Regions from separate parts of the Mus musculus genome. Here region 1 is linked to region 2. The links are chromatin contacts, called in public HiChIP or PLAC-seq maps. All regions are on one chromosome and are shown on one strand. Each heading gives the region's core, a stretch centred on a gene start, on an enhancer-like site or on the middle of the called end of the contact. The rest is flanking DNA. Distances are from core to core; before and after follow the strand shown.

Evidence for each region. HiChIP or PLAC-seq counts read pairs in DNA pulled down with a chosen protein or histone mark.
Region 1: a contact with region 2 is called in an H3K27ac HiChIP or PLAC-seq map of epiblast stem cells. The contact joins the enhancer-like site here to the promoter of Xkr6 in region 2. A contact is called at or near these places in 4 of 39 promoter capture datasets (the 3T3-L1 cell line, 3T3-L1-derived adipocytes, the HPC-7 cell line and 1 more), 7 of 484 Hi-C or Micro-C datasets (the G1E-ER4 cell line, the HPC-7 cell line, the N1E-115 cell line and 2 more), 4 of 115 datasets of contacts at active chromatin or transcription factors (the HPC-7 cell line, embryonic stem cells and epiblast stem cells) and 2 of 9 other capture datasets (liver and pancreatic islet).

Annotation. Positions count from the first base shown.
Region 1 is chr14:63,652,323-63,656,964 of GRCm38.p6, forward strand. All of the region lies in intron 1 of Xkr6 (X-linked Kx blood group related 6), which reads left to right. Gm38524 (a long non-coding RNA gene) reads left to right here. Exons shown (of 3, transcript XR_383495.4): 1 at 1-4,642. Among named protein-coding and RNA genes, the nearest start is that of Gm38524, 5.1 kb to the left of the region's middle. Within about 2 kb of position 1,934, at least 25 of the 459 cell types and tissues checked have an H3K27ac peak or open chromatin away from gene starts, as enhancers often do. A contact at or near this core is called in the G1E-ER4 cell line, the HPC-7 cell line, the N1E-115 cell line and 3 more, where this site is marked.
Region 2 is chr14:63,604,059-63,608,808 of GRCm38.p6, forward strand. It overlaps Xkr6 (X-linked Kx blood group related 6), which reads left to right and starts at 2,472. Exons shown (of 3, transcript NM_173393.2): 1 at 2,472-3,226. The coding sequence starts at 2,472. Gm15918 (predicted gene 15918) reads right to left here and starts at 3,661. Exons shown (of 2, transcript NR_167937.1): 1 at 2,901-3,661.

The DNA of each region.
Region 1 (4,642 bases), core at 684-3,183, 48 kb after region 2:
CCCTGTACCACTTTATCTTTCAGGTGGGGCAGAACCTAGCTGGAGTCTGTGTAAGTGAAAAGGAGATCCAGGTTCATTTCAGACAGTCAGGCTGGAACTCTTTTCCCGGCCAGTGACTGGCTGATACAACTGTGGTCAAGGCATAACAGAGGCTGTGTATTTTATTTTTTTATTAAAGAAATTCAAGAGATTAGTGAGAGAGAGAGAGAGAGAGAGAGAGAGAGAGAGAGAGAGAGAGAGAGATGTGTGGGAACCCACAGGGTCCAGAAGAGGGTGTCAGATCCTGGGGATGGAGTTATAGGTGGGGTGACTGCTGGGTATGGGTGGGTAACTCTGGTCCTCTGAAAAGGTTGAAGTACTCTTAACCCTGGAGCCATCTCTGCAGCCCCGGGACTTTGTATTTTAAAGGAAAGGATTTATTTAACCCACAGTAGTGAGGTTTAGGGCTTGTGCTGGCATGTGCTCAGTTGGTGAGCATCAACTGTGGTGTTCCACCATGATGGAAATGTAGAAAAGGAAGTGAGTGCATTTGAGGAGCAGGACTGGTTCACAGCTACCCACTCTCAATGCCTGCCTGATGCCCTTTCTTCACAGTCAGTGAAGGGGCCCCTCCACAGACTCCATATGCGTCTCAGTGGAGACTAAGTATTCAGAAGATGTGCTGGAGATCTTGGGACACAAGGAGTCTCCCTTTAAAAAAAGATTGAAAACAACAGAGAAATTGTTCTAGTGGACATGGCCAGATGTGCACACCAAGCCTGACCAGCTGGGAGGTCTCTGGAGCTAATCCATCCCTGTGTGCTGATGCAGAGAGAAGCTGGGTCCCAGATGATCTTTAACACTTTCAAGGGGCTGGACTTGGGGACTTACTGAATGACACAGCAGGTGAGTCAGCCTCTGAGTGAATCCATTAACATAACAACAGGGTGGGTAGACCAGTTTCTAAGGGCTGCTCTGAAGTGGTTCTCCAGGGAAAGGGTGGCCACAAGAAGACATGGGAGTCCAGCACTGGCTGAGTTTAGGAAGACTAGGTTTATGTCCTTCGTAACTGGGAGACTCAGGGTTTGCCATTCTCTTTGCACAGCAGACACCTTCTGAGGTTGAATCTTGGAAGGAGGTGACGTCAACCTCAACTGCAGGACTCTGCTTCTGGTCAAGGGCCTGTGTCGAGCATACACCCACGCCCCACAGGCCTTAATTAGCTCAGTATCTGTTCTCTGTGTAATCTGTGCTTTTAAAGCTTGCAGAGAGGGGAAGGTACTTTACCAAACTTTTTTGTTGTGAGGGTGCATTGGTTTAGGGAGATGGGTTTCATAGGATTAGATGTCAAAGATTTAATTGTAGTAACTTAATAACATTTATCACTTAGTTGTTCCTCTCAGAAAATAGGTCATTTACTCAAGCTTTGCTAGTAAGGAGTGCTTCAGGGGATGCAATGAAATGTTACAACTTTGGAAGTGATAACAGCGTAGACATTTCTTTGGAACTTGAAATTTCTGTGCAATTTGAATTGAGACTACTTTCTTTATTATGTTGAAGTCACAAGAGCAATTTCAGCAGCCACAAGAGGAACATGAAAGTAGGTAGGTGTGTCTGCTGGGGATTTGTGAGTCTTCCTTCTGATGGTAAATGTCCGTCCAGGCCCACCCTTCCACCCTGCCTATTGTTACTGGTCATTTTTCTAATGACACTACATCTTTTACCTGTGTGCTTGCTTGCTTGCTTGCTTATTTATTTATTTATTTATTTATTTATTTATTTATTTATTTATTTAACTCTGCCTAGCTCCAAGCTGTTGGTTAATGGGGGACAGTGTGTCTGGCATTTCCTGTCTCTTGATGTAGCATTGCAGTTTTTATGCACGGTGCCTTTGTGTTGTTCTCAGGAAGCTGTATTGATCTTTCCTGGGGAGCGACAGACTCCAGAGCGTGGTCATTATGACTCTGCAGTGAAGCTTATCAGTTCTGTGTTTCCTGCCTAGGAAGCGGCCCGCCATCTGCTCTGCAGTAATTATTCTCATATGCAACCATAGAATTGTGTTTTGGAGACCTTAATGTGTTACGTTCCCCAGCTCCCTTATTTAAACACTTTAACCACCACCATCCCTAGAAATGTTGGCCTTGATATGCCGTGAAAATTGTGCCCTGCTGCCATGCCTCTGCCAAGGCTTCTCACATGGGTGGCTTGCTGGTCTGCCTTCCCTCCACTGTGTGCTGACTCAGCTCCACTCTGGTGTTGCCGTCTCGAGGATAATCGCTCAGAGCACGCTGTATTTCATTACGTGCCAGACCCCAGGACCAGGGCAGCCAACCTGCTGTAGCTCTAGCCTTTGCCCTGCCGTCCTTCTCCTGTGGCTCCCAGTGCTGCCTTCTCCCTCTGCTTCTCATTCTTGTCTCACCTCAGCCAACCCTAAAGGGTTCTTGTGTGGGTGGAACTTGGTTTCTGTCATTGCTTAACCAGTTGAACGATCAGTTGCAGGACTTTCTTGAGCCATGACAGATGTATTCTCATTCTGTTGAGGAGCCAACGTATGGCTGTAAATATTAGTGGGGTTCAGTTTGTTGTCTCCACATGTATCTAACACATCCTGCTCAAGATAGGATGATATAAATTGTTTTGCTATTCTGTGAAGCATGGGCCTACATTTTTCATCATATTGATTGATTAATTGATTAATTGATTGTGTGAGTGGCACATGTGCCATGGTATATGCTTGATGGTCAGATGACAACTTGCAGAAGTCTGTGCTTTCCTCCTTCTGTCTCGTGAGCTCCAGAATTGAACTCAGGTCATCAGGCTTGGTGGCGAGCACCTTCATCCATTGAGCCATCTTGCTAGCCCAACTTTTTAAAAAAATTATCAAATGTTGTTTCCTTATGCTATTTGATAACGTGTAATCACTCCCATTATCCTTTCTTGCACCCATTCTATGCTGATCACAAACACTCCCCCCTTCGACCTTTTATCCTGTTTTGAATTTAGATTCCACATCTAAGAGAATGCTCACCTGTTTTTCTGAATGTGACTTATGTAACAAAATTTCACTTTTCTTTATGACTGAATAAAATTCCGTTGTGTATGTATTTGTTCATTTATCTGTTGGCTGATGCCTGGGGTAATTTTATAACTTGGGAATAATGCTGTAATAGTGTGTGTGTGTGTGTGTGTGTGTGTGTGTGTGTGTGTGTGTAGAGCATCATAGAGTATGTGGGCTTAAAGTTTAAAATCCTGAATCAATACAGCACTCGAGTAAGTTGCCTATTTTATAGCTATAAAGAACATACCTGCATGTTTATTTTTTCTGCTTGATGTTCCTAGTATGCCAAACATTATTAGTGTTGTATGTGGTTTCAGACAGTTGGGCGTCTGTGATTCCACGGTGGTTGTGGGAGCTGCTGGCTGATGCAGACTGTGTCCATCTAGGATGGTGGTATTAAAAGTTTTCCCAAAAATTTCATTTAGATTTTGAATTCTGGCTGCTATTGTTTGGTTGTTTTTGTTATTTAGAAGTAGTTTGTATCTAGTGTGTTTAAACTCGAGGTATGTAATAGTGACATAGCTGCATTTGTGACAGCTACTGGTGAAGATACAGCTAGCTGGTCAGGGCTAGTCTTCTGGGGAGCATCAAGTGTCATCTCACTTTATATACATTTTCATGTGTGTCTTTTAAAAGTCCTGCCTATTAGTATACTTAGTGTGTACTTAGTTAGCTGTGTGTTTAATAGTACGTTAGCTGTCAGTTTAAGCCTCTGATTGGGAGAAAACATTACACAGATAGATGAGAGATAGAAATACATGTCCCAGGGACTCACCAACAGAGCAGGGTGCTCCATGAGTCGGCACATTTTTAGGATTGACTAGAATGACACGCACACAAGCTGTATGTAGACATGGAGTTTTTGTCAGGTGCTCACTCCTTTACAAATGCCTGCTTAATCCCATGCACTGTTGGTGGGAACAGAAAGTGATATGGCCGTTGTGGGAAACAGTATGGCTGTTTGTCAAACAAAGGAATGGAATTACTATACAATCCAGAAATTTCACTTCTGGCTATCCATACTAAAAAACGGGAAGCAAATACTTAGACAGATATTCAGGCAACTGTGTTCACAGCAGCTGTAGCTGAAGGTGCAGGCAGCTGCAGAGCCCCTGCATGAGTGAGTGGAATATGATCCAGCTTCGGGAAAGAAGTTCTGCTGTGCGTACTGCACCTTGTGCTGCTGTACTGATGAACCTTGAGGACATTATACAGTGAGCAGGCCACAGGACTCCTAAGCATTGTGTGCTTCCACTTTGGAGGCACCCGGCGTCGGCAGCCATCAAGTCAAAAAGGAGGGAAGATGAATGGCTCAGTGGCGGGACTTGGGCTTTGCAAGGTGAAAAACTTGGTGGAGATGGTCTCATAACCATGTGAGTGTACTCAGTCCCACGGAGCTGGGTGCCTATGCAATGATTAAGATGGGAAACCAAGCTGTATCAGTTGCAGAGTGTGCTTTAGGAAGGTAAAATGACCATGGTATTGGGAGGTGAAGAGGCTCTGTGAAGCAGATGACACAAAGATGGCAGAATGTTGGTACCTATGAAGAGTGGGTGAGGGTTATCAGTCAGGGTCAACTGTGCTGCTCTGTTTATTTTAAAGTTC
Region 2 (4,750 bases), core at 1,222-3,721:
GTAGTCCCAGATTTAAATAAAGAAAATATATTTAAAAGTACAAATTAATTGCACTTATTTCCTGGAAATATTTCAAAATGCTTTCTTATATTAGTGCCAATAAATTTACTTAATAGGGTTTAACTAGATATATATTGGGGTGATACCAATATAACAGTAACAGTAAGGGCAACAATAACACAGGCAGTTAGTTACCATTTGTTTACTGCCTATGAGGTATCATGTTGGAAGCTTTAAATAGATTATTACTGAGCACAGTTTCAAAGAAAGCATATATTCCATGATATGAAGACATCAACTGAGGTTTAAAGAGATTATCTGGTTTATGTTATTCACATACCACTTTAATGGAACAAGAATTCATGTCTGAGCAACTGTGTGCAACCCATGGTTTAAGATGTTATTTCACTGCTGTTCCTTTTTTCTTTTTGAAAAGATTTATTTTTATGTGCATTTATGTCTGCATGAGGATGCCAGGTCCCCTGAAACTTGGATTAGAGACAGTTGTGAGTTGCCATGTGGGTGTTGAGAAGGGAACCAAGGTCCTCTGGAGGAGCAGCCAGTGCTCTTAACCTGTGAGCCATTTCTCCAGCCCCCAAGGTGTTGTTTCAACTCCAGCAAAGAAACAGTCTTTCACCTATATGCAGAAATAATATTTTACCTGTTAGTGCTGTTTTATTACCATAGAAAGTAAAAGGATTAAACTATAGCAAAAAGTAAAAGATGCAGTTATATGATTTCTTTCACAAAGTAGATTTTAGAATCACTTTCTGTAATGTATGGGTAAAATTCTTTACATAGTTTTTCAGTTTTTATACATTTTATCTTGGCATGATATACTCATGAAAACTTGTGTTCTGCAATAGGGTATTCTCTTCTTTCCCAGTCACTCTAGAAACTGAAGTAGATCCTATAGGGTTAAATGTCATAAGTTGTCAAAGTAGTTTTTTTCTTCAGAACCTCAATGCTATAAACATATTACCTATTTGTCTTGTTAGCATTCCAAAAAAAACAAAACAAAAAACAAAACAAAAAAACCCATTATTGCCATTCTTAGATTACTGAAAAAAATTGGATAAAAACAATCTACAGAGGTTGATGAGAAAATTCCAGTGTTTTCTTTTTCACTTTTTCTTTAAAATACTTCTTTAAAATAACTCATCAATAACAACTAAGTAGTTTGCTGTCTTCCACTGAAAGAGCATTGTAATTCAAATCCATTCAGTGCTGCCTCATTTATACAATTTGTTAGTGAAGCTCAAATACTCTGCACCTATTTTAATGATATAGCACATTAATAACATTTTCACTCATTTAAAGCCATGTTTACTAACAGAGCCTTAGCACCCCCCAAAACACTGGCAAAGACAAGTTTCACACATTCAAATTGCCTGAACAAGTAATTGATACATACAGCTTAAAGCTTTTTTTTTTTTTTTTTTTTTTTTTTTCCCAAATGAAGGTCTTTAGAGAGTTTTAAAATCACGCTAAAACAAACAAAAAAAAGTAGGTAAAAACATGTTTGACTGTGCAGAAAACACTCAAGGTCACAAGATGCCCATTTAGTTCTTGCTACAACAGGAAAGAGGCAACCAGGCTGATTTCTAGCTAAATTTTGCCTAGAATTTTCTTGAGGGAAAGTTGGAAACTTTATTACAAAATATGGGAAAGTTATCAAGTGACAGGAAAATTAGGGGGTCAATAAAGATGAAAGATGTCTAAACAGAAGTGAGAATCAGTAAGTTTGTGGACTCTTATTGACTTATGTCATTATTTTTAGAGCCCCTCAAAATAAGAAACTAACACGGATGAAGGGGGGGTTATCCAGCCAGAGGTGAGACACAGCCATTTTGGTGGGGGGGAGGGGGGTGTCTAACTACACAATGAGGTCATCCTATCTCCCGGAAGTGACAAGTAATCACCTGCTTTTCACTAGCTCCTCCCCTTCCCTCAAAGGTCCCGCCCCTCTGCCCGCAGCCGGGAGGGTGTTAGGGGGCGTTTCTCCCAGAGCAAAGCTGAGAGCTGCGACGCAGAGGAAGGGGACCCCAAAACGTCTGGCACTGCCTCCTCCAGGGAACACTTTGGACCGTCTCACTCAACCCAGCGGGATTCTGAAACGCCGAGGGGTCAACCTGATGGGTTTCGGGGTCAACGGAAGAGGGGACGGGGAGCCCTGGCGGGGAGAACCCCCCGGCCCCCCGCCCAGCAGCTGAGGCACAGGAGGGCGGCCATCTTGGCCGGTAGGGTAGGGCCAGGAGGCTGCGGGCGCCGTGCGATTGGGGGGCTCGCCCGGAAGTGACGCCGCCCGCCCGGAAGCGGAGGGGGTTCCCTGGCCCACTCCCCCCGTTCGTCTGCTCCCCGCTTCCTCCCCGCCCCCCTTCCTCTCCATTCGTTCCCCCCCTCCCCGGTCCCTGCCTTCTCCCCCCACCCGTCCCTCCCCCCCAACCTCCGGAGCTGGGAAGAGAGTCAAGATGGCGGCGAAATCCGATGGCGGTGGCGTGGGGGTGGGCTTCGCCCAGCTGCACAACCTGGACGAGGCGGTGGGCAGCGGCGAGGAGGACGGGGAGCCCGGGGGAGGCGGCTGCGGCGGCGGCGACGGCAGCGAGCCCGGCGAGAGCAGCTCGCTGCACATCTGCCACTGCTGCAACACCTCCTCGTGCTACTGGGGCTGCCGCTCCGCCTGCCTGCGCTCGCTGCTGGGCAAGAAGCCGCGCCGCAGCGCCGCCGCCGCCGACGGGGGGGACCAGCCGCTGCAGCCGCCCGGGGCCGCCGGCCGCCACCCCCCGACGCCCTCGGCCGGCCGACCGCAGCCCGCGTCGCCGCAGGTGGAGCGGCCGTGGCTTGACTGCCTGTGGATCGTGCTCGCGCTGCTGGTGTTCTTCGGGGACGTGGGTACCGACCTGTGGCTGGCCCTCGACTACTACCGCAAGGGGGACTACGGCTGCTTCGGGCTGACCCTGTTCTTCGTGCTGGTGCCGTCGCTGCTGGTGCAGAGCCTGAGCTTCCGCTGGTTCGTGCAGGACTACACGGGCGGCGGGCTAGGCGCCGTGGAGGGGCTCAGCAGCCGGGGACCCCCAATGATGGGGGCCGGCTACGGCCACGGCGCGGCCCGCGGCGGCCCGGGTGCGGGGGGCTCGGCCACCCCGGGGGCGCAGCGTCTGTGCCGCCTCTCCGTGTGGATCTGGCAGTCGGTCATCCACCTGCTGCAGATGGGGCAGGTGTGGAGGTAAGAGCACTGCGGGCTGGGGGCGGGGGCTGCGGCCGCGCGCGGGCCCCTCGGACAGTCTGGGCTAGGTTGAGCCGGGGGTAGCCGTGCGCTGTCTTAGCATCTCGGGACGGTCTATAGGTTGCCTGGCCACGCCTTTTGGCCCGGGGGAGGCCCTAGGTCCTGCTGTTTGTCCATCTCCGTCCCTGGGTTGCACTTGGAGAAGACCCTGCCTCTACCCTCCCGCCTCTCCTCTGCAGACCTCCATCCTGGTTGCCCCCTTTCCCCCCCCCGCTGTGTCCCAAGGTAACTGGCGCTCGTTTGCATCCTGGAGGAGACCTGGCCTCCTTCAGCCGGTTGCACTTGGCCTTCCCCCCTACCCCCATCCTCCCCGAGGGACATTTCCTCCCCCCCCCCACTCCTGTTTTCTCTCTGCAGTGGCCGGTGTGGGGCCCTGTGGAAAAACCCTAGCTGCCTCTCCTTAAAGCACTCCTTCCTTTCACGCCCCTCCTCCTCCTGCAGCCCCAGCCCCTGCAAACACCGCTGCTCCACACCGCTGCCCTCCTTGAAGGAAAAAAAATGACTTTTTTTTTCTTTCCGGAATAGATGTGCCCTTTTCGCAGTGACAGGGAAAAAAAATGAGATGGTATCTAGTGGCAGCAAGCGTTTGCTGTTAACTCTCACCTCTGGAAAATCACTGAGCCACTTGAGCACCTATTTCTGTTTTTAACGGCCAGGCCTCTGTGTGGTTTGTGTTTACATCCAAGATGCAAGCTTGGCCTCAAGGCCCTTTCCCCTGCTTCTGTAAAGTCCTCGTGTGTCAGGTTGATCTCTCAAAACCACTCACCAAGGAACCTTGTCTGCCTCACTGTCTAAGCACATAGAGTACCTCACTGACTAGCTACCCCACCTTCTACCTCATTAACTGTCCACCTCGCTGACTGATTGCTTCACTGTTTACATCATAGCCTCTCCAACTGCCTTCCTTGTCTACCTTACCGCCTCACCGTCTTCCCCCACTTCCCGGCTACCTCACTGATTGCCTGTTTACACCAGACTCATATATATGCCTTCCTATGTGGTCTGCCTCACTGACTGTCTTACTGTCTTGCCCTCATTGACAGGCTACCTCACCAACTGGCTACTCCACTGACTGGGTACCTCACTGGCTGCTTCGCTGTTTTCCTTTCCCACTACCTGGTACCTCACTAGCTCACCAGCTGGCTTTCTTCTCTGTCTGACCACACTGACTGGTTGCTTTCCTGATTCCATCCTTAGCTCACTGCCTTCTCTGTTTATCTCCCTGTCTACCTCCTCGTTCACCTCGGCGATTACCTCCAGTGCTTACCTAACTGCCTGACTGCTGTTGTTTACGTCACTCTCTCACTGTCTGCTGACTGTCTCCGTGTCTTCCACTTATTATCTGTCTCTGTCTACTTACGGAATACCTCTCGATGACTGCTTCACTACACCCATTTCCCTCACTGTCTGCTCACTGCCTCGCTCCCTGCCACACTGATTACCGTTGCTGGTCTCACCGACTCT